Linked DNA regions of Mus musculus: regions 1, 2, 4, 5 and 6 are each linked to region 3. Evidence: chromatin contacts called from public promoter capture Hi-C and targeted proximity ligation data. All regions are on one chromosome and are shown on one strand. The core of a region is the stretch at or near the end of the contact, and the rest is flanking DNA. Distances in the headings are between cores, read along the strand shown. Region 1 holds the start of Rps6kb2 (ribosomal protein S6 kinase, polypeptide 2). Region 2 holds the start of Clcf1 (cardiotrophin-like cytokine factor 1). Region 3 holds the start of Efemp2 (epidermal growth factor-containing fibulin-like extracellular matrix protein 2). Region 4 holds the start of Gstp3 (glutathione S-transferase pi 3). Region 5 holds the start of Grk2 (G protein-coupled receptor kinase 2). Region 6 holds the start of Dnajc4 (DnaJ heat shock protein family (Hsp40) member C4).

Region 1 (4,298 bases), core at 1,544-4,043, 1.3 Mb after region 3:
TGTGATGAAACTGGAATTTGGGTCAGGAGCAGTAGGCGTGCAGCTGGTGAAGGATGGGCCCCAGTGCCGTGAGCACTTTTCCCGGATCCTCCATGACCTGCAGGGTGAGGCTGACCACCCTGGCATCGGGCTGGGCTGGGGCAATGCTATGCTGCTGATGGAGTTTGTTGAGGGCACAGAGCATGACGTGGACCTGGTGGTGTTCGGTGGACGGTTGCTGGCTGCTTTCGTCTCCGATAATGGCCCCACAAGGCTGCCTGGCTTCACAGAGACTGCAGCCTGCATGCCCACTGGGCTAGCACCAGAGCAGGAGGCCCAGGTGGTGCAGGCAGCCTTTCGCTGCTGCCTGGGCTGTGGGCTGCTGGATGGGGTTTTCAATGTGGAGCTCAAGATGACTGGGGCTGGGCCAAGGCTCATCGAGATTAACCCTCGAATGGGAGGCTTCTACCTTCGAGACTGGATCCTAGAGCTCTATGGTGTGGATTTGCTTCTGGCTTCTACAATGGTGGCCTGTGGCCTGCAGCCTGCCTTGCCTGCTCACCCTCGTGCCCGTGGCTACCTAGTGGGCATCATGTGCCTGGTGTCCCAGCACCTACAGCTGCTGAGTTCCCCGAGCAGTAGAGAGACTCTGCAAACCCTCCATGACCAGGGGCAATTACGACTCAACCTGCTGGAGGAGGCCCTGATACCTGGCCAGTATGAGGAGCCCTACTGCAATGTGGCCTGTGCTGGGCCCAGCCCTGCTGAGGCCTGTCACCGCCTGCTAGGCATCTGTCAGGGCTTGGGCATTGACAGGCCCAACTACCCTGTTGCCCATTTCCTGTCTCATTTCAAATAGCACTGGGGTCAAGGAGCAGCAGGGATGCAGTGCCAGGAGGAGGGGCCGTGGGGCTATATTTCCCTGTCCCTCTCTCTGTCACTTTGCCCCAACCCAGGGTCAGCATGCTACCACAACTCAGGCCTATTCCAGAACAGTAGAGCCATTGTGACACCAAAGTCTTCTGGATTCAAGGACCATAAAACAAGTATCTGGAATTTGCTGGGTCCTCTTGCCTTCCAGAAAGCCTCCATCTAGCCCCAGGTACCCCCAGGACTCCAGCCTTTAAAGAACTAACAAATAGCAGCTTCTTCACTGGCACATCAGTGCCCAGCCCAGATGGGGGTGGGTGAAACCCAGGCTCCTCCTCTCTTACCCCTCCACCGCCTAGGTCCAGCTCTTCCTGTCACCTACACAAGGAGAGAACCTTCACCAGCCCCTAGCCTTGGACAAAGGCCATGAAATGGGAGATTAGCACACTAGCCTTTATGCAAAACCCAGGACAGTTGTAGAGCCTGCTGAAAATGTCTGGCCGTGCTTCACTGTGTCTGTTGGCCTGAGCAGTAGAAGCAAATGTCTGTGCTCAGCACTAGGAGTAAACATTTCCCTTCATGCTTTCAGGCAGACCCTAGTGCCCCTATGTTACAGATGAGGAAGCAGGCTCAGAGAGAGAAAAAAAAAAAAAGACTGCCTCCAAGTTCCTATTATAGTGGATGTAGACAGAATGCCAAGGCCAACCTTCTCTGTTTACTGTTTTAAACGCTCAGTTAGCCTCCAGGTCCTCTCTCCTTTCTATCTTCATTTATAGGCAGCACTCAGACTCCTAAACACCTGCCTCCCATACACCACACACGATCTCTACCAGCTTTGTTGCTTTGGCCTCTGGCATTCCTAGCTAGCTTGGCCCTGGGACTTCTGTGTACACCTTTCCTCATTTTAGGGAGCTAGCTACTCTGAAAACACCTGTCTTTGCTCAGGAGCCGAGGACAGCTCCTGAAACCTGCCTACCTAAATAAAGACTTGTTAACTAGTGAAGTATCCGGAGTCCAGTGTTTTAGCTAGTGCTCCCCTCCCAGGTTCAGTAGGTGGGGAGCTGGGAAGTGGGAGGGAGAGGTAGAAAGCACCCCATTGGCTGGGCCCCAGGGTTGACCTTTGCTACGGGCTTACCTTATATCTACATGTATGTTTGAGATTTTTTTTTCTTGAATTATAATCCTAAATCATATTCAGGCAGTAATCCCTCTGCAGACCTGGATACCCCTAAATTTTGTTCATCTGAGTTCATATCCTATACCTCAGTGGGCATCCCGTGTGCAATGGAAAAGCTATCCAGACAGACTCCAATAGAAATGGACAGGCTTCGTTTGGGATCGAACCCCAGCAGTCACTTGCCATTTGTATGGCAAGTGATTTTACCCGCTGAACCATCTCGCCAGTTCTCATCCATCCTTTCAACTATATTCTATTAAAATATCTATTCTGAACTAGGCAGCTCAAATACTCGGTATGCATACATTAGCAAAAGTCCATATTTAGGTGTGTTGAGCCCTTCAGAAAGGGAGCCTTGAAACAAAGCCCAGGCAGTCGCCCAGAAAATGTCAGACCTGCAGGGTCTGTGAGCTTCAGGGAGGTTGTATGGAGTGTCCCTAATACAGCTTACTGTCCCCTAATACAACCGAACAGACACAAGTTTTCTTTCTGGGCAGCTCACAGCACTAAGAAGGGCTGAGGAGTTGCCACTTAAACGTTCATGCATCTGTAATTCTGCCCATTAAATCTTGAACTTGCTCCAGAGTCAAAATGGGAGCCTCTGTGCGCGCGGCTCGGGGCGAGAGCTGGCCCAGGAGAAACCGACAAGGAAGATGGTCTAGTAAAGCCTATTCTATTCATAAGGCTTGCAGGATGGGAGGTCCAGATGTCTGGAACTACGACTCCCGAGAGGCTTTCCGACAGGCGCCATCTTTTCTTCCCACTCGACTTGAGAGTGGGTGAAGCTATTGCGTCAACAGAGCGAGCGGCTGCTGTCGCGGAGAAATGACGTAGGCACAGCCCGGTGCTGTCAGTCAGAGTTCTGCCTGGTCCGGGCCAAGGGTCCCGCGGGACCGGCGGGGCCATGGCGGCCGTATTTGATTTAGACTTGGAGACCGAGGAAGGGAGCGAGGGCGAGGGCGAACCGGAGTTCAGCCCTGCGGTGAGTGTTTCTCTCCGGGCGCGACTGGACCCGGGAGCCCGGCTGGTTAACCAAAACCCTGGCGCTCCCAACTCTGAGTGGTTTGTGACCCCTACAAACCCAGATCCAGCCCCAACCCCAACCCCAGCCCCAGCCCCTGGACCCAATCTTTCCTTTTCTATCCTTGGTCTCTCCTTCCCAACCTTTCCCCATCCCTGCTCCTGTCTTCTATCCTTGGTCCTCTCCCCTGGGCCAAGCAGTTGAGCCTAGGTTGGGAGGAGGTATTCTGGCACCTCCCATGGTTCTTATTACTTGGTTTCTCACAGGACGTGTGTCCCCTTGGCGAATTAAGGGCTGCTGGCCTGGAGTGAGTGAGGGTCTTGCTTGGGGGGTGGGGGTATGGAGTAGGGGTCGGGACTTGGAGTACACTAGAGCCTTTCCCTCATTAACTTATTCTGTCTTTAGGACAGTGGGACACTATGAAGAAGTAGAGCTGACAGAGAGCAGCGTGAACCTGGGTCCTGAGCGCATCGGGCCCCACTGCTTTGAGCTACTGAGTGTACTGGGCAAGGGGGGCTATGGCAAGGTACTAACATCCCTCTCTCCCTGGCGACCTCAGCTCTAGCCTGAGACAGCATACTATCCTTCACACCCAATAGGCTTGTAAATGTACGGAGTCTCTGATGGAATTCAGAGCTGGAGACCTGGGGGAAGGAAGGGCATATCCTTTCAAAATCTGATGGAGATCTTTACTGTTCCACCCTTAAGCTGAGTTTAGACCTTTTGGTCCCTTTAGGGTGGGGCAACCTTGAAGGTGGGGTGTGGTCAGAGAAGTTAATCCTGTCTCCCCTGCCCTACAGGTGTTCCAGGTGAGAAAAGTGCAAGGCACCAACTTGGGAAAAATATATGCCATGAAGGTCTTAAGGAAGGTGAGTCACTCGCTTAGCCAGCAGAGACAGAGTAGCTGCCATCCCCATCAGCCTGTGCCAGGTCTCGGGAAGACAGCCGGAAACATGATAAAGACAGTCCTTATCTTGACACTTGCTGACTTAGCATCTATTGTCATACATACGATTTTGGAGTAATTCTTGGATGGAAGAAGCTGGCCTGCTAGGGCACATATGGCAAGCTTTGATTGTCAGGACTCATGAGGACAGGCAGTACTGTTGGCATTCTGTGAATAGAAGCCCAGGATGCAGCGCAACAGGAACCCACGACAAAGAATTGTGTGGCTCAGTGTGTCAGCAGGGTCAAGTTGAGCTGAACTTGGTAGGATACTGTGTAGTCTCAGGACTTGAATGGGTAAAGCCG
Region 2 (4,551 bases), core at 1,542-4,041, 1.3 Mb after region 3:
GCTAAATATGGAGCCAGAAGGAAAGGTCGTACCTTCAGTCCATATCAGAACTAGCATCTGGGTGACTTTGGAGTACACTGAGGGGAACTGAAGGGAGTAGTTTAAAAGTGGTGAGATCCATGTAGGCCCACGGAAACCTAGTCTTTCCACCCTCACTTCTGCAGTCTCAGGTCCCTTCCCCATGGCTGGTGAGGAATGAAGGTAGGGCCTGGAAGCCAGGAGACCGAGCTCTACCATGAACCCACCTGGTAGCAGTGGCTCCCATAGGAGACTGCACTGTGCTAAGGTTCCTCCCAGATGAATCCTATGGGGCTCCATCTTGGTGTCCTTTCAAACAGTCCTGTTTCCCCCCTTCTCTTCCTTTCTAGTCCAAAAGATGGACGGACCGGTGTCAGGGGAAAGAAGCAGCAGGCAAGGCAAGTCTTTCCTTGTGAAGTGAGTCCGGGAGCTGCGCTTAGGCTGAGGGAAAAGCTGCTCCACTATGCCACAAGAGGGCCCTGGGTTTCTCAGGGAGATGAGAGGAAAGCCACTGCTTTCTGGTCAGCAGCCCTCTGAGGCCGCCGGAAAAGAAGCGAAGGAAATAGCCCAGAGCGAGTGTGCGGGTGAACTGGAAAGGCTGTTGTGGTCAAGGATGTACAGGAGGGTGTGGGAGGGGCTGCAGAGAGTGCAGGAGCCAGGGTGTGAACAGGCAGGTGGGATTATGGGGAGGAATGTGAAGTGTCAGGAATCAGTAGCTAGTGTGTAGGGCTGGCTTGCAGAAGTGTGAACTGGACACTTGGGTGTGCAGCCGGGAGCCCATTACTCCAGTCAGCAGACAGTTCTGAGGTTGCCCAGGGACACCAGCTTCCATTTCTAGTTGTTCCTCTTCCTTGAAGTGTGGCTACCGGACACTAGAGCTATAAGGGTGCACCTTGACTGTTAAGAGAAGTCAGAACTTTCGGCTGGTGGTGAGGGGGGCGAACGGGATGGTGGTGTGTACTGACTGGACTGAGACAGATGCCTGTCAGGGACAATGAAAGCCAGAGATTTCCCTGCTCAGATTCAGAGAGAGAGACAGACAGACAGACAGAGAGAAAGAAGAAAGAGAGGAAGAAGAAGAAGAAGAAGAAGAAGAAGAAGAAGAAGAAGAAGAAGAAGAAGAAGAAGAAGAAGAAGAAGAAGAAGAAAGTGAGAGAGAGGTGTGAATGATGTTCCCCACCTCTAGTCTCTCTCTAAGATTCGGTCTGCCGCTGCCATATACATCCATCCTCCTGTCTGCCCTCCTTTCTTTTGGCAGGTTCTTCCTGCTCCTAGGCTCTGGAGAACACGGAGATTGGGGGTCTCCTAGAGGAAAGCCTTCTGCACCCCAGTGTAATAGAAAGGTAGGTGAGAACATGGGTGTGGGGACTTTGAAGAAGCTACGCGGACTTTGCTTGAGGGGATCAGCTCCAAGAACTGGGGCGGTGGAAGTTGGCAGTTCGCTGGCCCTACCTTCTCGACCGTGACCTCTCGATCTCGGACCCCTCCCGGCGGCGATGGCGCCTTCCCCTTGTGTGGCCCCGGCGCCCCCGGCCCCGCCCCCCCGTTCGCTCCCTTCCCGGCGGCGGCGGGGGCGGAGGCGGGGTCCGGGCGTTGGGCTTCGGGGCTCGGCTGAGCCGCTGCCCGCTCCGGCGCGTCCACTCCCTGCCTGGCCCGCCCTCCTGCCACGGGCCGCCTAGCCAGGCAGCCGCTCGAGGGGCTGCCGGCAGTCTCGGCGCTCCCGGCCGCTGACGGACTTTTTCCTGCTGGGTCCGGCCAGGCTGCGTCTCCCCCACAACACCCTCCTGCAGTAATCACTCCCAGGCCACCGCGGGCTCGGGGCCCCGGCCACCCCGCCGCGCCTACCTGCCTCTGGCTCCCAGGCGGTGGGCAGCATGGAGGGCTCCGGCCACGCCGCGCGCAGCGTAGTAACCGGAGTCCCGTGGCGGCCCGGCCCGGCCCGGCCCGGCCCAGCTAGGTTTGCTCTGCCCTCCGCCCTCCTCTCGCGCGCCCTCCTGCCCTCCCCGCGGGCCGAGGAAGGAGTTCAGCGCGGCCCGAGGTGTCGGCCTCCCCCTCGCTTCCCGCTGCTCGGCCGCGGGCTCCCCCTCTGCCTCTCTCCCTCCCTCTTCCTCTCCTGGCCCCCTCCTCCCTTGCGCCGCGGCCCCCCCCCCACACCCTCGCTGCCCGCCTCGGACTCGCTCGCCCCGATTCTGGCGCGGGGCTCTGTGTCCGCGGGTTCCCTGGGACCCCGCCTCGCCGCGGCTCCAGGTGGCCGCCCGTCCAGGTCTGAGGGTTGTCCAGGCTCCCCGCCGCGTTCTCAGCCACCTCCTGGCTCCGCCAAGCGGACTCCAGGAATGCCGCGTCCCCACCCGGCCCCTCTCGAGGGCGCCCGGCCGTACCTCCCCAGCCCGAGCTCTGCTCCCCGGCCCGGCCCGGGCTTGGGGCTCCGAGGGTGGGGAGGAGGACGGGAACCGGATCTCACTGGTGCTGGGCGGGGGCGGAGGCCTCGGCCTCGGACGCCTGGCTCCTACCTGCTCGGAGGTCCATGGGGCTGGGGGCCGGGCCGGCCGGGCGCGGCTCCTCTCCCAGAGGCTGGCGGAGTGGGAGGGCGAGCCGCGGCTCCGGCGAAGCTTTAATAATCCCATCCGCCAGGCCCACTCGCAGGTTTTTTTCTCTCGGTTTCGCATTTTTTTTTCGGTGTGGGACATTCTGCAAACTTTTTTTTTTCTGACGTGTAAAGCTGTAACCACAAATTGTAGCAGCCCTCCCCGGGTGGGGGGAAGAGGGGGGAGGAGGGAAGGGAGGGCTTCTGGGGCTCCTCTCCCTCCCACAACACTGAGGGGGGGGGTGGTGAGGTGAGGCAAGGCTGCGACGGTACCACCCTAGGCCTCCTGGGGGAGGGGGCAGGGAGGGCATCGTCCCTCGGCAAACTCCTGAGAGCTTGGAAAGGGAGCTGGCCTTGGTGTGGGCTTCTTCCTTGGTGTCGGCCAAGGCATGCTGGCCTTCTTCCCTCTGCTCATTGCCGGGTTGAGGGTCCCTGTACCCACTCTACCTCTGCCTCTTCATTCTAACCTTCCCTCCCCCTCCCACTTGAGTAAATGCAATGACACATTCTCTCAAATGCCAGCAAGCTGGCCTCCAAGCAAGTGATGGTGTTTTTCCTGCTGCCCTTTGTCTGGGCTGACCGCCCCCCTTGCCTATTGTCCCGCCACTTGTCCCACTTCCAAAAGCTAGAGCTAAGTGTGGCGCCAGGGGCTGGGGCAGGTGACTAACCAGCTCACAATGCCCCCTGAGGAGGGGAGAGGGCACCAGGGCCCAGCTTCTCAGTCAAGTTCACAAGGGTTTTCATTCTTCCCGGTGACCAGGGAGAGTGCACATGGGTGGGGGATTTGTAATTCATTAATCAGCACAAGGCACCGGACCAGTTTCAACACCAGAGGCTTCACGGGTGACTCAGCGGGAACTCGAAGATTCAAGGCCATGGATAGACCCAGCATCCCGTTAGTGAAAAGCTTCCCCATCGAGACATTTGGCATCCTCTTCCCTTTGGGGGTTTGGGTTGTTGGTTTTTCCGGTGGTGAGGTAGGGGTGGTTTGGCTAAGAGCATTCTCCCTCCTTCCCCTCAGGCCTGGGTTGGGACTTTCTGAGTGGGAGACCTAGGGGACCCATAAGCCTAGACCCTCCCAGGAGGGTCTCCTTTCCTCCTCCTTCCTCCCTCTCCAGAGGGCTGCCAGGGAGAGCGAGGGAGCATGAGAGCTAGTGCAGAGGAAACAGCTGTCATCTGGGGCTTGGAGGCAGCCCCATTCTGTGATTTTTCTTGGGGGACAGTCATTTGGTCCCCAAGTCTTGGGTGCTTGTAGAAGCATTCCACCAATTAAGTCATCTGATAAGTTGCTGTGTTGTTTCTCTGTAGTCTCACCAGGGGTAGATAGCGGTGGCAGCCAGCCGTGGAAGGTGATGCCTGTCTCTGGAATGGCATGAGGTATTCACCCCCCCCCCCACTTCTGCTGGGACCCCTGGGAAAGGAGGGCACTCTGCCAGTCCAACACAGCCCCTCCAGCCTGTGGGTCAGCGTGGGCATCAGTCATGGCCAGTGCTAGTTTCCCAGGGCGGCACTTCCCTGTTCTGCACTGGAGAACTGGGGTGGGGGGGTGGGGGGGTTGGGAAAAAATTTGTTTTCAATTACCTCACTGGAGTGGGACAGACTTTGTTGTTGGGGTGTTTCTTTCTATTTTTTTCCCCTCTTTCCCTTCCTTTCTTTCTCCCTCACCCCCCCCCCCCTTTTCTGAACAAGAAGAAAAAGCTGAGAATGGAGAGCTGGTCTGGGTGGGGGCAGGGAAGTCTAGAGCATCAGTAGCTGCTCTGATGAAAAGTGCCTTGGAGGGGCCCTGTGAAAAGTGCTTAGACCTCCCTCCCCCACCTCCCCACCCCCCACCAGCCAGGGCTCTGGAGTTTCAATGGCATTCTTGGCCAGTGAGCCTAACCATCTCTTGGTGCGCTTGCCAAGGTCAAGAAGGCAGATGCCCACAAGTAAGTGACCCAGAGTGGACCAGG
Region 3 (4,354 bases), core at 187-2,686:
GGTTGATGCATTTCATCTCACCCTTGCAAGCCTCCGGGATGGTCAGGCACTCGTTGACATCTGCAGAGAGGGGCCTGCTGGGCACAGCCAGTCACCTGGGCTGGCCCTGGAGGTAGTGGGAGGCAGATGCCCAACTTGGCCTTCTCTAAGCTGAGCAACAGAGCAAGACTTTCTCTCTGCTAGGCAAACTAAGGCTGCTGACCCAGAAGCCCTGCCAGGGATTGGCAGGACTGGGAGTGGGGCCCCCTGTTTCACACTGGTATCTCCATTCTCCTGCCTCCTCAAATCCCTGCCTCTACCTTTGCCCAAGAGAAATTTTGCGGGCCTGCCGACCCACGGGGCATGCACGGCTCTCCCAGGCTGCATTGGGATAAAGAGCTGGGCTAGGCAGGTACAGTGCAGTCCAGGGAAGGTGTGCGTATTTCCTTCTCTCTGGGCAATAGCCAGGTGCTCCCTTCCCTCCTGCAGGATAGAGGCCGTTTGTCCAGCTTCTTGAAGGGGCAGGGCTCCTAACTGAGTGGCACAAGGGAAGCATGGCTGGCTACCAAGCTGGACAGGGAAAAGGGCCATCAAGTTCCTGCAGCAGCTCTGGGAGGTAAGGTATCCCTGGGAAACAACAACCCCCTTCCCAGTTCCTGAAGATGGCTAGTACCCCAGACAGAGACTCACCCCGGCAGTGCTGGCTGTCTGCATCCCACTCATAGCCATCTGTGCATTCCTGGAAGGGAACCCGATGTGGCCAGTGACCACCCTGGCTGTCTCCACCAACTAGCCAGGCCAAGACCAGGGCCAGAGTTCAGAGTCATGCTCGGGTCAGCTCCACACAATGGCCTCCAGCTTTCCACCAACCAAGCCGGGGAGAATCTTGCCCAGAAGCAGCCTCCCCAGGATCCTGATCTCACTGTCCTTCCCATCCCATCCCAAGCTGGTGACCCCACGGTCCCCACCGTGTAGCTGTCCGGCTCCTCGGGATCCTGTGGGGACGCTGCTCCCAAGAGCAACAGCAGAAACGCCCAGAGCAGCAAAGACCCGGGGAGGCAGGAGGCAAAAGGGAGCATCCTGAGGCTGGGAGGTGGTGGGCAGAAGTCAGGGGTTTCTGCCACAGCACCCCCCATTCCCTCTATCTGGAAGGGGAGCCTGGGTCCCAGCTGTCTCGTCTCAGGACTGTGCTGAGGCTGGAACCTTCCAGGGCTGGGGACAGAATCCTTTCGCAGGCCTATGGCCCAGGCCCGCAATCCCGGACCGCCCCGCCCCCGCCCCGCGAGTCGTGAAGCGCAGGCCTCCCCGCTCCGCGCAGCACCGACTCGGCCGCCAAACGGCCCGCGCCCTCCCTCCGCTGGAGGCCACTCACGCGTCGACTCCAGCAGTGCCTGCGGGCGGGCGGACGGACGGACGGACCGCGCAGCTCACTGGACGCGCGGCCCCAGGAAGCGCCCCCCGCCCGCCCGCCGGCCGCGGCCCACCCCGGCGCCTCCGCCCGCCCTTCGGCGGATTCCTGAGCCCGCGCCAGGGGGAGGGACCCCGACCCCCCGGCTTCTCCGCCCCGGCCGGCCACAGGCCCCCACCCGGTCCCCCGCGGCGCTGCCTGGAGTCGCCTGCGGACGCCCAGCCAGAGTTTCCCAAAGTTTGGATCCTTAGGCCACTGACCTTGATGCTTGGCCCCCAAACTCACCTAAGGACCCCGGGCCTTCACTCAAAATGTTATTCTGCCCACCTAGACCCTATCTAACCTGTGCCTCCGGAATCCCATGCTGTGCATTCGCACCTCCGTGTAACCCGATTCTGCGCCTCCCAGAACCTACTAGGCATTTAATCCTCAGAGCTTCAAATTCTACTCCTTTCAGAATTTTATCCAGTGTTAAACCATCATCACTTAGATGATCCTAAAACTTCATCCAAGGTTTCCAGACCCTCGTCCAACTTAATTAATTGTCCAAATTAATTGTCCAATTCCCTCTGCATCCACATCCACGGCCTCCAGGTGGTCTCTTTACTTGGGGTACTGCTTCCCCAAGCCGTGCCAGCGCAAAACTACAGTAGTATGGGGGAGAGGGCAGCAGTATTCTTGGCTCGAAATGAATGGAAGCCCCTGGGAAGGCGGGCAAGCTTGAACTTGGGCGCGGAGGACACTAGGGCCCAGTGCCAGCCCTTTCCCGAGCCTCTTCCCATCCAAGTCCCCCACCCAGTTTCCGCCTCCGCCCCCAGCGGAGATCATGCCTTGGAGGCGGAGTCTGGGTGCCTCCAGCGCCCAGGAAGGGGTGAATGGGCGGGACTTCGCGTTGCCCACGTCTCAAGGCGGGCCTAGACGGGAAAGGGTTGCGTGTCCAGGGTTCCCGTGCCTGGCCCAGACCGCTAGCGGCAATAACCAGGTCTTCCTTAACTTTCCCTTACCCAACCTCTTTCCATCTTGTTTGTTTGTTTGTTTTTGTTTTGTCATTTTGAGACAGGGTCTCACATTGTGTAACTCTGACTGTTCTGGAACTCACTAAGTAGATGAGGCCTCGAACTCACAAAGATCCGCCTGTTTCTGCCTCCTAGGCTCTGGGATGAAAGGTGTACACTACCATGCTCCGCTCTGCCTTGACGTTTAAAAAAAAAAATCTGCTTCATTTCATTTAACTGTCTGAGTGGTAATGTATGTGGTATATTCGTGTGTACCTATTCACCTTATGTTTTAAGACAGGGTTTGTCGCTGGAAATTACTAATTTAGCTAGATTGCGTGGCCAGAGTGCCAGAGTGGTCTGCCAGTCTTCACCTCCCTGGCCCTCTAAGGGTTACAAACCTGCATCACCACTATAGCTGGCCTTTATGCTAGGGCTGGAAATCTGAACCCAGACCCTCATGCTGTGTAGCAAGCGGTTTACCCAATAAGACATTTCCTCAGCTTCCATTGCCTTGATTAGAAAAAAGAAAAAAAAATTAACGGGCTGGAGAGGTGGCTCAGCAATTAAGAGCAATGACTGCTCTTCCAGAGGTCCTGAGTTCAATTTCCAGTAACCACATGGTGACTCACAACCATCTGTAATGGGGATTGGATGCCCTCTTCTGGTATGTCTGAAGACAGCAACAATGTACTCACATACATGAAATAAATTAATAAATCTTTAAAAAAAAAAAAAGAAAAAATAAAAAAATTAACTTTTAATGATGCATATACATGTGTATCTGTGTGTTGGTATATACACCCGAGTGCAGGTGTCCACAGAGGCCAGCAGTGTCCCCTGGACCTGGAATTACAGGAAGTTGTTAACTGCCCGATGTGGGAACCAATCTCAGGTCATCCGGAAGAGGAATACTGGAGCCATTTCTCCAGCACTGACTTTTTTAAGCAATAGAGGGTGAGGGGTGTAGCTCAGTAGCATCCTGCTTGCTTAGCATTACCAAGATCCAAAGTTCAATCCCAGGAACTAACTCCTGACACACTAGAGTGTGTGTGTGTGTGTGTATGTACATGAGTGTGTGTGTATGGATGTGAATGTATGTACGTGAGTGTAAGTGTATGAGTGTGTTAATGTGTGTGTGAATGTCTGTGTATGTGAGTGTATGAGTATATGTGAATGTATGTGTGTGAGTGTAGAGTGTTCATGTGTGTGAATGTCTGTGTATGTGAGTGTATGTTATGAGTATATGTGAATATATGAGTGTGAATGTGAGTGTAAAGTGTGCGTGTGAGCTGGGCGTGGTGGCGCACGCCTTTAATCCCAGCACTTGGGAGGCAGAGGCAGGCGGATTTCTGAGTTCAAGGCCAGCCTGGTCTACAGAGTGAGTTCCAGGACAACCAGGGCTACACATACAGAGAAACCCTGTCTTGAAAAACCAAAAGAAAAAAAAAAAGAGTGTGCATGTGAGTGTGTGAATATGTGTTGGAATTCTGAGGTAGAACAAAGCCCACAGAGAGAAGTGTGAGGAAGAGATGGTCCTGAGCAAATGTGTACTGTTGATATTAACATAGTCATGTGAAGGGCCCCAATCACTCAGACCCGTGGGGATGGCAGGGCCTTCTCCAGGTCAGGCTCAGGCGGGGCCATCCATGAGGACAGATGCTGACAGTATGTGTATTTTGAAAGCCCAGATGACTGTAGCCTGAAACTGCTCCCCTGCAGAGATCCCCTAAGGATTAGCTTCAGCTCATATAATGAATCAGCTGAGTTTCCAGGCTGCTGCTGTCTCCCTCAGAACACATGGCCCGTTCCCCGGGTTTTCTTTATGCCTGTCTGTTGTTTCTTCATTCCCCATTGCCAATCAGGCCAATCTCAAAGCTTAATGGGGGGGCGGGGGGCAGAAGAAAAAGAGAGAGAGAGAGAGAGAGAGAGAGAGAGAGAGAGAGAGAGAGAGAGAGAGAGAGAAAGGAAA
Region 4 (4,589 bases), core at 87-2,586, 1.4 Mb after region 3:
TGCTAAGAGTTTTCTGTTATAGCATCACCAAGAGAGGAGGGGATAGTTCATTAGTTAAAATCCCTTTATTTAAAAAAAAAGGGGGGGCTGGAGGGATGGCTCAGTGGTTGGGAGCATTGGCTGCTGTTTTGGAGGTCTTGAGTTCAGGTCCCGGCGACTGCATGGTAGCTCACGGCCATCTGTGGTGGGATTGGATGCCCTCTTCTGGTGTGTCTGAGGACAGCTGCAGTGTGCTTGCATGTGATAAATAAATAAATATTTAAAAAAAATTTTAGGGCTGGTGAGATGGCTCAGCGAGTAAGAGCACTGACTGCTCTCCCAAAGGTCCTGAGTTCAAATCCCAGCAACCACATGGTAGCTCACAACCACCCATAGTGAGATCTGATGCCATCTTCTGGTGTGTCTAAATACAGCTGCAGTGTACTCATTTATAATAATAAATAAATCTTTAAAAAAATTTTTTTTAAATCCCTTTATTCTTTTCTTGAAAAGACAGGCTCTTGCTATATAGCTCTGGCTGGCTTGGTTGCTATATAGCTCTGGCTGGCTTGGTGATCTTGGTTGTAGACCAGTCTGGCCTTGAATTCGAAAGGGCTGCCTCTCTTTGTACTTTTTTTTTTTTTTTTCGAGACAGAGTTTCTTTGTATAGCCCTGGCTGTCCTGGAACTCACTTTGTAGACCAGGCTGGCCTCGAACTCAGAAATCTGCCTGCCTCTGCCTCCCAAGTGCTGGGATTAAAGGCGTGCCGCCCGACCTTCCTTTGTACTTTGAGTGCTGCAATTAAAGGTGTGTGCCATCACTCCAGGTGACACTGCCATTATTATGGTTATTGTTATTATTTATTTTTTGTCATTTATAAACATGGTTTCTCTTTGGAGCCCTGGCTGTCCTGGAACTCTGTCGACCAGACGGACTGGGCTGAACTCAGAGATCCTCTTGCTTCTGCCTCCTCCCAAGTGCTGGGATTAACCACGGCTCCTCTACATTGCCTTATTTTTACAAGGAGCACTTATTATTATACCATGTACTGTTGGTAGAGGCCTACCTGCATATAAGGCACTGTCCAAACCCCTGAGCACACAAGAAACCGAGTGGTTTGGGCGTGTTAAGTGGGAGGCTTATCATGTGACCATGTGTGCCTCTTGCAAAACTCCAGTAGCATATTGCACCACAGATAGAAAGGTGAGTCTGCCCTCCCCCACCACGTCTGCCAGGAAGCTGGTACACTGAACACCAGGACTTGGTCTGTTTCTGGGGCAGTGTGGGATGTCTGAGGAGGTGGAGTCTTCCTGTCAATATAAGGCCCCGATCACTTCCTCTCTTCCTGCTGAGCTTGCACCACACTGTATCCGCCCAACAGTAAGGAGAAACCTGGAGGCAAGGGCGGGGGCAATTATACCCCCACCTCACCCCTGCTACTAACCGCTCCTTGGCCCTGCAGCCCAGGCAAGGTCCTCCTTCATCGTGCTTTTTGTCTATCTCTCCTAGTGCCACCTTACACCATCGTCTATTTCCCTTCCCGAGGTGTGGCCTCAGCACTTTCAAGACGAAGGGCACAAACAATAGTCTTCTGGGTCATTCCTGGGAATCCCCAACAGTGGTGTAGGAAGGGCGTGACCAAGACTGTATTGGGGCCGGGCCGGGACAGAGACCTGGGGCAGGACTACAGTTGTGGTTGGTGGGGCCAGGACTGCCCTCTTAGCCTCCGTAGATAGCTGCACTGTCTGTCACTTTTCCTTCCTTCCCTGTGCCATGGTGGGGCTGGGTCTTCGCATTCCAAGATAATGTTAGGACATGGCCTCTATCACCACATATCTCCCCTCCCTATGAGGCTCCCAAGCTAGTGTAGTCCTCTTGTCAGCTTTCCACTCTCCCAAACTCTCCCAGGATGCTCTGAGAGTAGATCTCTTCGCTGTGTCCTCATCCTGCACCCCCATACAGGGCGCTGTGAGGTTATGCGCATGCTTCTAGCTGACCAGGGCCAGAGCTGGAAGGAGGAGGTGGTGACCTTGGATGTTTGGGAGCAAGGCACATTCAAGGCTTCCTGTGTGAGTAATTGTCTCCCTCTCCCCCTTGGGGATTCGGTTGGGGCGCAGCCTTAGGGTGCTGTGTCTAGGATTGGGGGCAGCCAGGTTCAGCACCCCTTACAGAGGGATCTTCTCCCAGTTGTTTGGACAGATCCCCAAGTTCCAGGATGGAGAGCTCACCCTGTACCAATCCAATACTATCCTACGGCACCTGGGCCGCTCCTTCGGTGAGTCCAGAAGCCAAGCCCTGAGAGACACCTGAGATGTTCCTCAAAATGTCCTGGGGCTTTGAATTGCCTCACCTGCAGCCACCAATGTCCCACCTGGGTCACCCTAGAGGATCATGCAGGGCCCAGGTTCCAGAAGGCTACTGGTGTGCTGCTGGGCGGTCGCTGTCTGTACAGCCAGGGCTGTGAGTTTCCAACTTGTATCATTTTTCTAATGACATCCCAGAGGTAGGCAGGGAAGACCTCCAATTAAGGTTAGAGAGTAGACCCAGGCTGAGACTGAGTGGACATGTAGGGACAAGTACAGAACCTGAGCCTGCTGCCTGCCCGCTGACCCAGGGCTCTATGGCAAAGACCAACAAGAGGCAGCACTGGTGGACATGGTGAACGATGGACTGGAAGACCTATTCAGACGCATTGCCCGGCAGTATCGCCATATCCTGGTATGTAGGAGCCACAGGCTAGTGACCAAGCGTGGTGGGCAGGAAAGGGAGATCACTTCGGTCACTCTGGCTGCACATTTCTGACCACAGAAGGAGGGCAAGGACCAGTATCAGAAGGAGCTTCCGGGACACCTGAAGCCATTTGAAACTCTCCTGGCCCAGAACAGGGGTGGCCAGTCCTTCATTGTTGGTGACCAGGTGAGCATTGGGTAGGCCTTTCCCCACCCACTCATTGCCAGATCCTTTCTCAGAGGGGTAAACTGAGGCCAGATGCAGAGGCAGAAGCAGGGAGCATCCAGTGCTTTGCTCTGTGGCGCTTCTCCCAGTCCTGCCTCAGCTCCAGCCCTGTCACTCCCCCGTCCTGTAGATCTCTTTCGCGGACTACCGCCTGCTGGACGTGCTTCTGAATCTCGAGCTCCTGTTTCCTGGTTACTTGAATGACTTTCCCCTGTTCTCCGCCTATGTGGCGCGCCTCAAATCCCGACCCAAGCTCAAGGCCTTCCTGGAGTCTCCTGAGCATGTGAACCGGCCCCTGGCTGCTTGCATAAAGATGTGAGTCCACCTGCCTCCCCCAGCCCCCACCCCAGACCAATAAAACTGATGGCAGGAGCCAGTGCAGGGCTTGTCCTTAATCCTAACACTTGGGAGGCAGAGGCAGGCGAATCTCTGTGGGTTCAAGGTCAGCCTGGTCCACAAAGTTCCAGGACAGCCAGGGCCTATTGGGAAAAAAAAAAAAAAAAAAAAAAGCAGTGAGCTTAAGGGGCAAGGATGAAGACACCGTGTTGACACCTAGGCTACCCTTGCTAAAATGTCAGGCCCAGAGCTGCCAGGAAAGAGGGCCTTTAGGGCTCTAAACCTCCAGGTCCTACTAGAGGACTTCCTGCTGGGAGGCGACTGACCTTTAATCCTACAGGGTTCCCTCATCCAAGAGGAATACAGCTATAGCCCTAAGGGTATCAGCTAGTTAAATCCTCATTTGGTGAACTCATTCTGGGCAGACACTTACCCTCAGGAGTGACACATATATTTGAGTGTGTCCCATGTGTAAGCATGTGGCCAGTTCTCATGTGTTATCTGAGGCCATGGACAGTTGGATTCTCCTATCCCACTTGCAGGCCATCAGCAAGTCCCCAGTGTGAGAGTCACAAGGCAGGCCTGCAGCTCAAGGGGCTCACTGCTCTTCTGAAAGTGGGAGGAGCATTTGAAGACTGGCGGCTGCATCTGCTCTCCAGTTGGGGAGCTGGAACAGCCTTTTGTACCCAGGTTAAAAGCACTGGCCAGCGGCTGCTTGGGAGAGAGCAGATAGAGTAGATTCGAGGCGACTGGCCTCATTCTCCCAAAAGATTTCCCTTTTATAGCCCTCCTAGGATTGAGAGGGCTGAGAAATGAGAAGGGATCAGGGTTCAGCCCGAGTATCAGGTCTCCAACATGAGATCAGTGATCATCAGCTCAGGGAGCAGGTTTAACCCAGGGGTCAGGGCTCACCATGAAGAGCTGGTCTTAGGACTGAAATCAGGATTCCGCTCAGGGATCAGGACTTAGTCCAAGGATTAGAATTCAGACCTGGGATCAGGGCTCAGTTCAGGGATCAGGGTTCAGTCCTGGGATCGGGGCTTCGCCCTTGAGTTGCATTCCTCAGCTACGTCATACAGGCAGGAAGTCTGGGAGTTTCCCACCATCTCCTAGCGTTGCCTCTCCAGCAGCTGCTATTTGCTGCCACCTGCCACCTTCCTAGAGAGTGTCCCGAGGCTCTTCTTACCCTGAGGGGACTCAGGCGAGTCATCAGGACTCTCCAAGCTGCTCTTATCTGTATGTGGGTCCCACAGAAACGTAGCTGACCCTCTCTGAGCCTGTTCTCTCTCACGCTGGGGTCAGAGCTGGAATTTGCACCC
Region 5 (4,812 bases), core at 1,523-4,022, 1.2 Mb after region 3:
AGAGATGACCGCCGGGCGTGGTGACGCATGCCTTTAATCCCAGCACTCGGGAGGCAGAGGCAGGCAGATTTCTGAGTTCAAGGCCAGCCTGGTCTACAAAGTGAGTGCCAGGACAGCCAGGGCTACACAGAGAAACCATGTCTCGAAAAACCAAAAACCAAAAACAAAACAAAAAAAAGAGAGAGATGACCATGGAGCATCAATTACAGTGGAAGTCAGTGGGTATCTCTCCTCATATATCAACATGCCTGACATTCAGGTGTAGAGATGTTATGATGTAATGGCTGCCTTCCCCCAATTTATATGTACAACAATGAATGTTTTGATTGACGATGGTTTTAAATGAAAGCAATATGGCCTGGTAGTGTTAAATGTAGAATGGAACATGCATACAGTTGGGGTCAGGGCATCAGGGCGTGGGTCTGAAAGGAACAGCAGGATTGGTTATGGAAGAAGGCACATAAAGGGGCTTCCAGGTCCATGGAAAAGCAGAAGCCCAAAGTGAAGAACTAACAGAGAGAGGAGATTCTTAGGGGATGGCAGGAACCAAGCTAAAGAGGGCAACAGGACTCTACCATTCATGCTTCAGTTTAAGAGACTCGCCAGCCTGGCGCTGGTAGTGCACGCCTTTAATCCCAGCACTCAGGAGGCAGAGGCAGGCAAACTCTGTGAGTTTGAGGCCAGCCTGGTCTACATAGTGAATTCTTGCACAGCCACAGCTCCATAGCCCTGTCTCAAAAACGAGAGAGAGAGAGAGAGAGAGAGAGAGAGAGAGAGAGAGAGAGAGAGAGAGAGAGAGACTGTTCACCTAGGCCACTAGGGTGGTATAAATCTCTATAAGTTCAAGGCTAGCCTGGTTTACATAGTTAAGTTTCAAACTAACCAAAGGCTACATGGTGAGACTCTGTTTCAAAAAAGCTAAGCACAGGTTACTGTTCAACCGAACCTGGCTTGGGCAGCAGAAAATTGGGGTCCAAAATGTCCCCTTAAGATTTTACACTTTTGACAGGTGGTGGTGGCTCATGCCTTTAATCTCAGTACTTGGGAGGCAGAAGCAAGTTAATCTCTGAGTTCAAGTTCAAGGCCAGCCTGGTCTACACCCTGTTCCAAGACAGGGATACACAAGGAAACCCTGTCTCAAAAAAAACAAACAAACAAACAAACAAAACCAAAGGAGACTTGGCAGTCTCAGGTGGGTATAGTGGCACACACCTTTGACCCCAGCGCTTGGAAGACAAAGGCAAGCAGATTTCTGAGTTCAAAGTCATCCTGGTCTACAGAGTGAGTTCCAGGGCAGCAAGGGTTACACAGAGAAACCTTGTCTGGAAAAACCAAAACCAGAAACAAAAACAGGACTTTTCACTCTTGGTAGCTCTGGGGCACTAGACAGCTGTTGTTTGGCCTTGAATGTACAGTAATCCCATCAGATCTAGATTTGGGGACAGCCATTCTGGTCAGAGCCTGTATCAGAGGGCAGTTTTAGGAACCCTGAGAAATGGACAGGTCAGAGGACTCTCAGGAGGCTGTAGTGGTGACCTAGGAAAGGAGAAGTAGAGGCAGGATCTGTCTAGAGATGTCGTCCGCTGACAACCTTTCTCCCCTAATAGGATTTGTTTTCTTCTGAAGGAGTCAAGAAGTCAGGGGAGTCGGGATACTTGCTTTGCTGGACACGAACTGGCAGGAGAATCAGGTTCTAAGTGTCCATGCCTGGGGTGGGAGTGTCCTGGCAGCCTGGAAAGCAAAGAGGTGCTCTAGAGAGGTGTGCAGTTTAAATTGCTTTCACTCATTTGCTTAAGACGGGGTCTCACTCTATAGCCCTGGTTGGCTTTGACTTTACAGAAAGACACCTGCTTTTGCCTCTCGTGTGCTAGCCAGGTAAAGTAGACAGGAGTTGGCCAAGGAAGAAGGCACAGAAGGGCTCAGTGGGTAAAATGTTTGCCACCAAGCCTGAGGACCTTGAGTTCCATCCCTAGAGACCCATGTGGTAAAAAGAGAGAACTGATGGTCAAATTGTCTGTCCTCTAACCTCCACATGTGCATACACAATCAATCAACTGATCAGTCAATCGATCGATCAATTAATGAGTTCGGCGTTCATCAGAGTGTGGTTTAATGGACTATGCCTTTAATCCATTTCAGCACTTGGGAGGCAGAGGAAAGCAGATCGCTGTGAATTAGTGGTCTGCCTGGTCTACATAGTGAGTTACAGACTAGCCAAGGCTACACGGGGATACCCTCTCTAAAACAAGAACAACAACAAACGTTCATGTCAGGAGTGCGGCCCAAGCTCTGAGTCTGGGGTCCTGTTGGGAGTTTGAAGTCAGGATTGTCATCTGGTCAGGTCAGGAGTCAGGGGTGGTAATGATGGTGTGACTCTGAGAGAATGTTCAGAAATTTGAGTATAGGAGTCTTGGTCGGTGTCAGGATTCTTGTTAGGACCCACGGTCTTGGCCCTAGTGGAGCGTGCAGTCTAGCATGCTGAGATGGGATCCGCGTTTGTGGTCATGGCTTGGGGTCTGAGGTCATCCTAGAGTCCTTGGTGGAAGACTCAGGTAACAAACCAGGACTGAGACCCGTGTCTCGGACCCGAGCGGTGCAGCCTCTAGGGGGCGCTGTCGCCTGCCCGCCCGCCCGCCGCCCGCCCGGCTCGGCCCCTCGGCGGCTCGCTGGCGCTGTGCGCGGCAGGCGGGGCCGGAGGCGGCGGCGGCAGCTCCGGGGCGCGGGCGAGCGGGTGGTGGTGGTGGTGGCGGCGGCGGCGGCGCCCCGACTGCAGTCCCGGCGGGAGCGGAGCGCGAGCCGGGCCGGGCCCGAGCCGGCGCCATGGGGCGGCGCCGCCTGTGAGCCGGCGACGAGCGAGGACCGGGCGGGGCGGCGGCGGCGCCGAGGCCCACAAGCCGCGCGGGCCGGGCCGGGCCGAGCGAGCGGGAGCGGAGCGGAGCCTCGGGCGGCGGGAGGAACAGCGCCGCCGCCGCCGCCAAGATGGCCGACCTGGAGGCGGTGCTGGCCGATGTGAGCTACCTGATGGCCATGGAGAAGAGCAAGGCCACGCCGGCCGCGCGCGCCAGCAAGAAGATCCTGCTGCCAGAGCCCAGGTGAGCCCGCCTGTGCCGGGCCCCACGCGCCGCCCCGGGATCCCGTGCCCTAGGGACCCCCTCCGCCCCAGGTTCCGGGGACCTTCTGCCCCAGGACCCGGGAACCCCTTCTACTCCGGGGACCTTCTGCCCCGGAGACCCCATTATTCTGGCCGCCCCAGGACCCGGAGACTTCCTCTGTCCCTGCCGCCGCAAGGCTTGGTGTCCGCAAGCCCTGGGCGCCCCAAGTCCAAGCTCCTAGCCCTGGGCCGCCCTGCCGCTTCCTGTATCTCACTGCCCGGCCTGGTCGCTGTCAGCCCCTGACTCTGCTGCAGCCTTCTTTCCACCCTGATGCTTGGCTCTGCCCTCTACCCTCTCGTGTTCCCTTGTGGTTCCCTTCCTCAAGTCTGCCTCTGTTTACCCGATTGTATCACACAGTCTGTTGCTCCCGTTGGTATTCCACTACCCTATCCACTCCCCGTGGAGTGGGTAACACTCTTGTGAGGTTTGTGGAGTGAAGAGGACCAATTTGAAGACTTTTATTTATTTATTTATTTATTTATTTATTTTGCCTTCCCCTATGGTGGGGTCACTATGGGATTGGGTTTGAGAGTGCTTTCTGGGGACAGTGCAGTGTACCATTCCTGAGGGCTGCGCTCCGGTGGGTGAGGGAAGTCCCTACTTTACCCTTTTCCCCACTTGTGGTTCCTTATGGGTACTTTTGACCAGGGGACCTCCCATCCTACAGCAGATGGACCATGCTGCCACCTCTCTACAAGACAACTGATGTCATCGCACCTGGTATCAAAGTTTAAACTGTCCAGGATGTGGGTGCAGAACAGGGCAGGATGTGAGAGGTGTAGCTGGGGCTTGTCCAGTATATTATGGTAAATAGACTTATCTTCCTATTTGAGCTGCACAGGAGACCAGAGAGCGAGTGAGACAGGTGTAGTTTTGTTCCCATAGAACAAGGTGTGTGTGTGTGAGAGGGGAAACAACTCAGACTGGAATGGCTTGTGCAGTGTCACCTGGCCTCCACATCAGGGCTCTCAGCTTCGAGTTTTATGTTTTGTCCTGACCTGAAGGGTGGCCTGGACGTCTGTCCTGCATCTGGAAGAGGAGATGTGTCCACCCACCAGGATGCCTCCTGGTGGGTGGTGAGGCCAGTCCCAGTAGCCTCCCATGCCAACTCCTTTAACAGCCAAGAGTTGGCCTTGATTTTACTGTCATTCTCTGTGGTAGAACATGCTCTACCCCCAGTGGGCAGTGTGAAATAGGCCTCTGGTGTCCTCTGTCCTTAGAGCCAGGTGGGCAGGTTGCGGGCTTGCTGCTGTGCCTGTCACCGTGCCCCCTCCTCCAGTGGCTGCACACTGGGTTTCAGTTTGACTGAGAACCAAGCCCTGTAGAGGAAAAATTGGTCTGTGTTTTGAAGAGGCCGTTGGGCCCCCCTTTTTTCTAAGACATTTGCAATCAGATTTCTCAAAACAGGAACTAGACTGAGTGTCAGCTGGGGCTGTCTAGGGGCAGCAGCAGTTAGGATGAAAATGAGTTCAGAAATGACAAAACTTAAAGGGAAGAGTGGGGGAGGGGCAGTCCGCATCTTGGGCTTGTAGTGCTCTCCTGGGCGGCCACAGCCATGGGGTTCTTCTGCAGGTGGAGGTCTGCAAAGTTTAAGGTGGTGCCTTTTCTAGAACTCTCTGTGTCTGGACAATCTTTCCCCAGAATGCATTGCTCCTAATAG
Region 6 (4,309 bases), core at 1,318-3,817, 1.5 Mb before region 3:
TGAGCCTGCAGGCGCATGCTCTGCTGTCCAGGAGAATGTGGGGCCCAGCTGAGCACAACCCATGACTCTCCACCACTACTGGGAGGAAACAAGGTGCTCACTGCCATCTGGGAGCCCCAGCCATAAATCTAAGCTGGAACACACCTATGGAAGCTAGGGAACATGGGAGGAGAGACTGAAGGGAGGATGCCTCTTCTTATCCGATCCATGTAATCCTTCCTAGCTGGGCTTCCGATTGCTCTCCTTGGAATAGGTGGGCCTGGGTTAGGGATTGCCAGGACTCTCACACTGAGTCTGCTCCAGGCCTCCATGCCCAGCAAGAGAAAAGCGGCGGTGTGGGAAGTGGCATAGATGAAATCTGAGCCTCAACTTTTCACAGGCCCTGTGCTCTGGTGGCATCCCCCGGCACAAGGACCTCCCCGGGTTGCTGGTGGTACGAGAACTCTTCTCCAGTGTCCTACAGGAGATCTGTGATGAGGTGAGCCACCAGGACCCCAGACAGCATAGAGGGTATGGGTAAGAGGGTAGAATTGGCTAGAAATCCACAGTGCTGGGCCAGAGTGGGTCTGCATGACCCTCTCTGGCGTTGAGGAAGAGTGTGGAGTTGAAGCTGGGCCGGTGATTAAAGCTGGGCCTGTGATTCTTTGATGCTCGGTTCTCCCCACCCCCCACCCCCACCCCCACCCCCAGTGGAAACAATGAAAACTGTCTGTGTTTGCCAAAAAGTAATGAGAGTGTGTTACTGAGTCAGCCTCACTTGGGTACAAGGACTTCCCTGGATATCTGTTCCATTTCTCATCTGTAAAATGAACATGCCCAGAACCTGTATTCTGTATTATGGGGCACTTGACCGACAAGACAAACATTCGAGGGTCACAGCCATTGAGGATTGGGGATACACTCCCTTTGTTAGACTGTTTGCCGAGCACAGCGGTTCTCAGTCTTCCTAATGCTGTGACCCTTTAATACAGTCCCTCGTGTGGCGGTGACCCCGACTGTGATTTTCATTGCTACTTCATAACTGTCATTTTGCTACTGTTACACATCATAATGTAAATATCTGTGTTTTCTCGTGGTCTCAGGCAACTCCTGTGAGAAGGGTATTTGACCCCCTACCCCAAGGAGCCACCACCCACAGCTTGAGACAAAACACCCGGGGTTTGTTCCATGTGAACTACCGTGATGTATACCTGTAGTCCCAGCACTCAGGAGGTAGAGGCAGAAGGATCAGAAATTCAGAGTTATCTTTGCTAAATATTAAGTTTAAGGATAGCCTAGGCTACACAAGGCCCTGTCTTGAAACAAAAACAAACAGAAACACCAAACCAAACCAACCAACCAGCCAGGCTACTGAGAAGTCAGCCTGACAGGTAGGACTCCCCACCACAGGTGAACCTGCCACTGCACACCTTGAGCCAGCCACTGTTGTTGGGAATCGCTTGCAATGAGACCAGCGCGGGCAGAGCCAGTGCAGAGTTCTATGTCCAGTGAGTGGGTTCCCGGGCACAGGATCCTGGGTGAGATGGCCAGGGAAGGAGTGGGTTTAAGGCAACTGGCGTTTTGCAGGGGTCCGTCCTATAAGGTGTGGATATCTACCAAGACACCTTCATGTTTTTGTCTAGGTGCAGCTTGACTTCAGAGGAGGTCAGGAGTTATTACCTGAGTGGGGGACCTGAGGCCCACGAGTCTACAGGAATCATCTTTGTGGAGACACAGGTGTGGAGTTGAGACCTTCTAGGTGTCTGGTTATGGGGTTAGGGATATCTAGGTGAGGTAGAGGCCTCTGGGTCTCCCAGAGTTTCCTGAGGCACAGAGCTTGGCTCCTTCCTAAAGGAAAAGCCCAGGGACAGGGACAGTCTAGGAGTTCTAAAGTATGGCAACTCCAGGCACAGGGTGTCCCTGGACGAAGGGAGGCCTGATGTCTGGGTCTCATTGATTTCCCACAGAGGGTACAGAGACTGCAGGAGACGGAGATGTGGGCACAACTCTGCCCCTCGGCCAAAGGCGCCATCCTCCTCTACAATCGCCATCCACCTCTACAGTCAGGTGTTGGGAAGTCCCACCTGAGTCACCCTAGCGCCCCAGCCCTATCACTGCAGCTCTGAAGACAATAAAGGACTTTATTCTTGTATTCCGTTAGCTTCTGCTGCTTTCCTAGGAGTCCGGGGTCCTCTGAGAGAACCCGGGATGGATGAGAGGGGCTGAGCACTGTGGCATAAAGGGAACAAAACAAAAAAGCCCCAAGGTGCGACCTCTGTGTTCCTCTTGGCTGCGGAATGCGGGTCACGACGGGGTGAAGACATCTCTGCAGAACCCGTACCTCGCAGCTAAAAGAGAGGGTGGAGCACAAGACCTTCCTGGAGGTCAAGCTCTGCCCCTACCCCCGCCTCTTCGGTTTGACACTGGTACCTTTTTCAGCTGTCCCAATGCTTCCGCTTCGCGGGCCCCGGCGTCCTAGGCCAATGAGCATGTGGGGGCGGGTCCTTTGATGCACATTATCCTCATCTCGCCCAATAAGCGTGGCCTGAGCGTCTACCCCCAATGAGGGATCAGGGGCGGGGCCTTCATAGGCGCAGGAAATGGCGGCGACCAAGGAGCCTGTGAGTGGGGCAGGGGCGGGGCTTGGCTGTGTCTCCTCCTTCGCACGCCCCCTAATGCTTTGGGTGAGAAGGGGTGTCCCAAGTGCCTAGCGGGTGGTCCAGACTTGGAGGGTGATGCTGGAAGGCCTAGAGCACCCCTTGTCTGGTTCTTAGTAAAGAGGCCTTCCTCGAATTTGCCTTTGTGGGAAACTGAGGCAGGTTCCTTCTTTCTGCCACGATCCCCGAAGTCCGGCCCGATTGAGACCCAATGGACTTTTGGGGGCCTCCCTTTCCTAGCTGCCTGCCCGTCGTCGTCATGCCGTCCCTGTTGCTCCAGCTGCCCCTGCGCCTATGCCGGCTGTGGCCGCATAGCCTTTCCATCCGACTTCTCACAGCCGCCACAGGGCAGCGGTGAGTTGAGCCCCAGAATTTGTCCATGTTCAGTGGTTTTTCTCCTGAGAGCCCACCTTGCGTCTTGAGATAGTTGTCTCTGCATTATGTGTCAAGTCCCAGACAACATTCTCCTTCAATGCTAGGCACTTAGTATACCAATAGCTAAGAACTGAGCTCCGAGATTAAGTTAAACGACAGTTCGGGAATCTGAGCTCTGGTCTGCTCTTTCCATAGCTCTGGCGTGTTGTCAGGCTTCGCTGTGCATACGCTGGGAAAGAGGAGGTTGAGTACAAAGATGTAGATTTCTGGGCTTGAATCTGGATGCTGGTCCTCCAGCATTCAATGAAGTGGGGACATGGGAATCTGCCTTTTCCTTTGAGATGGAGTTTTCCTATGTGACCCAGGTAAGCCTCCATAGTCAATCTCCGGCATGTCTATAGAGTTCAGGCACAGCCTCCATGTACTTGCCACTCTCACAGAGGATCCAGTTTTTTTTTTTTTTTCTTCTGAGACAGGGTTTCTCTGTATAGCCCAGGCTGTCCTGAAACTCACTCTGTAGACCAGGCTGGCCTCCTCGAACTCAGAAATCCACCTGCCTCTGCCTCCTGAGTGCTGGGACTAAAGGCGTGCGCCACCATGCCTGGCTTTTATTTATTTATTTATTTATTGGTTTTTCTTGGTTTTTCGAGACAGGGTTTCTCTATGTAGTCCTGGCTGTCCTGGAACTCACTCTGTAGACCAGGCTGGCCTTGAACTCAGAAATTAGCCTGCCTCTGCCTCTCAAGTGCTGGGATTAAAGGCATGTGTCACCACGCCCGGCTAGGATCCAGTTTTGATTCCCAGCATTCACATGGTAAATTATGGAGACCCTCTTCTGACCCGTTGGAGACACCAGACAGGCATGTGGTGGACATACATACAGAAAACACTCATAAACACAAAATAATATAATTTTAAACAATATTTGAAGAAACTTTTTAGCCAGGATGGTAGTACACATGCCTCTGGTCCCAGAATTTGGAAGGCAATGGCAAGCACTGTGAGTTTAAGGCTAGTCTGGTCTACCTAGGGAGCTCCAGGTCTGACAGGTAATAAGACCCTATTTTGTAAAGAAAGAGAGAGAGAGAAAGAAGAGGAAGAAGCAACAAAGGTCTCCTGGGTTTGTCGTTTAGGAGAGGACTACACTTTGAAAAAGAGAAATCCTGACTATTCTTGAAATACCCAAAGGGCAATCTGGGGCCAGATGTGTCTTGGGACTCAGTTCCTGGTAGCTGAACTGAAGGTGTGGTTGAGCAGGGGTGGCAGACTGGGCGATGGTGCCCTCTGGCCTCCTGAGT

What was found. Promoter capture Hi-C pulls out the DNA fragments that hold promoters and counts their contacts.
Region 1: a contact with region 3 is called in a promoter capture Hi-C map of liver, with 2.8 times the contacts expected there. A contact is called at or near these places in 3 of 39 promoter capture datasets (erythroid cells and liver) and 1 of 130 datasets of targeted methods (pancreatic cancer cells).
Region 2: a promoter capture Hi-C map of liver shows a contact between it and region 3, with 2.7 times the contacts expected there. A contact is called at or near these places in 1 of 39 promoter capture datasets (liver), 1 of 130 datasets of targeted methods (pancreatic cancer cells) and 1 of 9 other capture datasets (liver).
Region 4: a targeted proximity ligation map of pancreatic cancer cells shows a contact between it and region 3. A contact is called at or near these places in 1 of 39 promoter capture datasets (pre-B cells) and 1 of 130 datasets of targeted methods (pancreatic cancer cells).
Region 5: a promoter capture Hi-C map of neutrophils shows a contact between it and region 3, with 5 times the contacts expected there. A contact is called at or near these places in 3 of 39 promoter capture datasets (the C10 cell line, liver and neutrophils) and 1 of 130 datasets of targeted methods (microglia).
Region 6: a targeted proximity ligation map of pancreatic cancer cells shows a contact between it and region 3. A contact is called at or near these places in 1 of 39 promoter capture datasets (the C10 cell line) and 1 of 130 datasets of targeted methods (pancreatic cancer cells).

Annotation. Positions count from the first base shown.
Region 1 is chr19:4,161,878-4,166,175 of GRCm38.p6, reverse strand. Rps6kb2 (ribosomal protein S6 kinase, polypeptide 2) reads left to right here and starts at 2,793. Exons shown (of 15, transcript NM_021485.3): 1 at 2,793-3,008; 2 at 3,314-3,354; 3 at 3,453-3,573; 4 at 3,848-3,916. The coding sequence starts at 2,931. Carns1 (carnosine synthase 1) reads left to right here. Exons shown (of 10, transcript NM_134148.2): 10 at 1-1,852. The coding sequence ends at 838.
Region 2 is chr19:4,212,478-4,217,028 of GRCm38.p6, reverse strand. Clcf1 (cardiotrophin-like cytokine factor 1) reads right to left here and starts at 2,791. Exons shown (of 3, transcript NM_019952.5): 1 at 2,529-2,791. The coding sequence starts at 2,544. Gm45928 (predicted gene, 45928) reads right to left here and starts at 2,604. Exons shown (of 4, transcript NR_132309.2): 1 at 2,529-2,604. It overlaps LOC102631992 (a long non-coding RNA gene), which reads left to right. Exons shown (of 4, transcript XR_003952884.1): 3 at 1,277-3,979.
Region 3 is chr19:5,471,772-5,476,125 of GRCm38.p6, reverse strand. It overlaps Efemp2 (epidermal growth factor-containing fibulin-like extracellular matrix protein 2), which reads right to left and starts at 1,436. Exons shown (of 11, transcript NM_021474.3): 1 at 1,352-1,436; 2 at 948-1,065; 3 at 670-718; 4 at 1-60. The coding sequence starts at 1,058.
Region 4 is chr19:4,056,194-4,060,782 of GRCm38.p6, reverse strand. Gstp3 (glutathione S-transferase pi 3) reads left to right here and starts at 1,336. Exons shown (of 7, transcript NM_144869.3): 1 at 1,336-1,359; 2 at 1,489-1,524; 3 at 1,942-2,048; 4 at 2,167-2,254; 5 at 2,594-2,697; 6 at 2,788-2,895; 7 at 3,065-3,310. The coding sequence starts at 1,359. The coding sequence ends at 3,253.
Region 5 is chr19:4,304,182-4,308,993 of GRCm38.p6, reverse strand. Grk2 (G protein-coupled receptor kinase 2) reads left to right here and starts at 2,772. Exons shown (of 21, transcript NM_001290818.1): 1 at 2,772-3,092. The coding sequence starts at 2,980.
Region 6 is chr19:6,990,840-6,995,148 of GRCm38.p6, reverse strand. Dnajc4 (DnaJ heat shock protein family (Hsp40) member C4) reads left to right here and starts at 2,567. Exons shown (of 7, transcript NM_001357001.1): 1 at 2,567-2,600; 2 at 2,877-2,990. The coding sequence starts at 2,896. Nudt22 (nudix (nucleoside diphosphate linked moiety X)-type motif 22) reads left to right here. Exons shown (of 6, transcript NM_026675.2): 3 at 380-478; 4 at 1,390-1,487; 5 at 1,623-1,716; 6 at 1,947-2,130. The coding sequence ends at 2,105. It overlaps Gm35838 (a long non-coding RNA gene), which reads right to left and starts at 2,692. Exons shown (of 2, transcript XR_386530.2): 1 at 2,410-2,692; 2 at 2,103-2,327.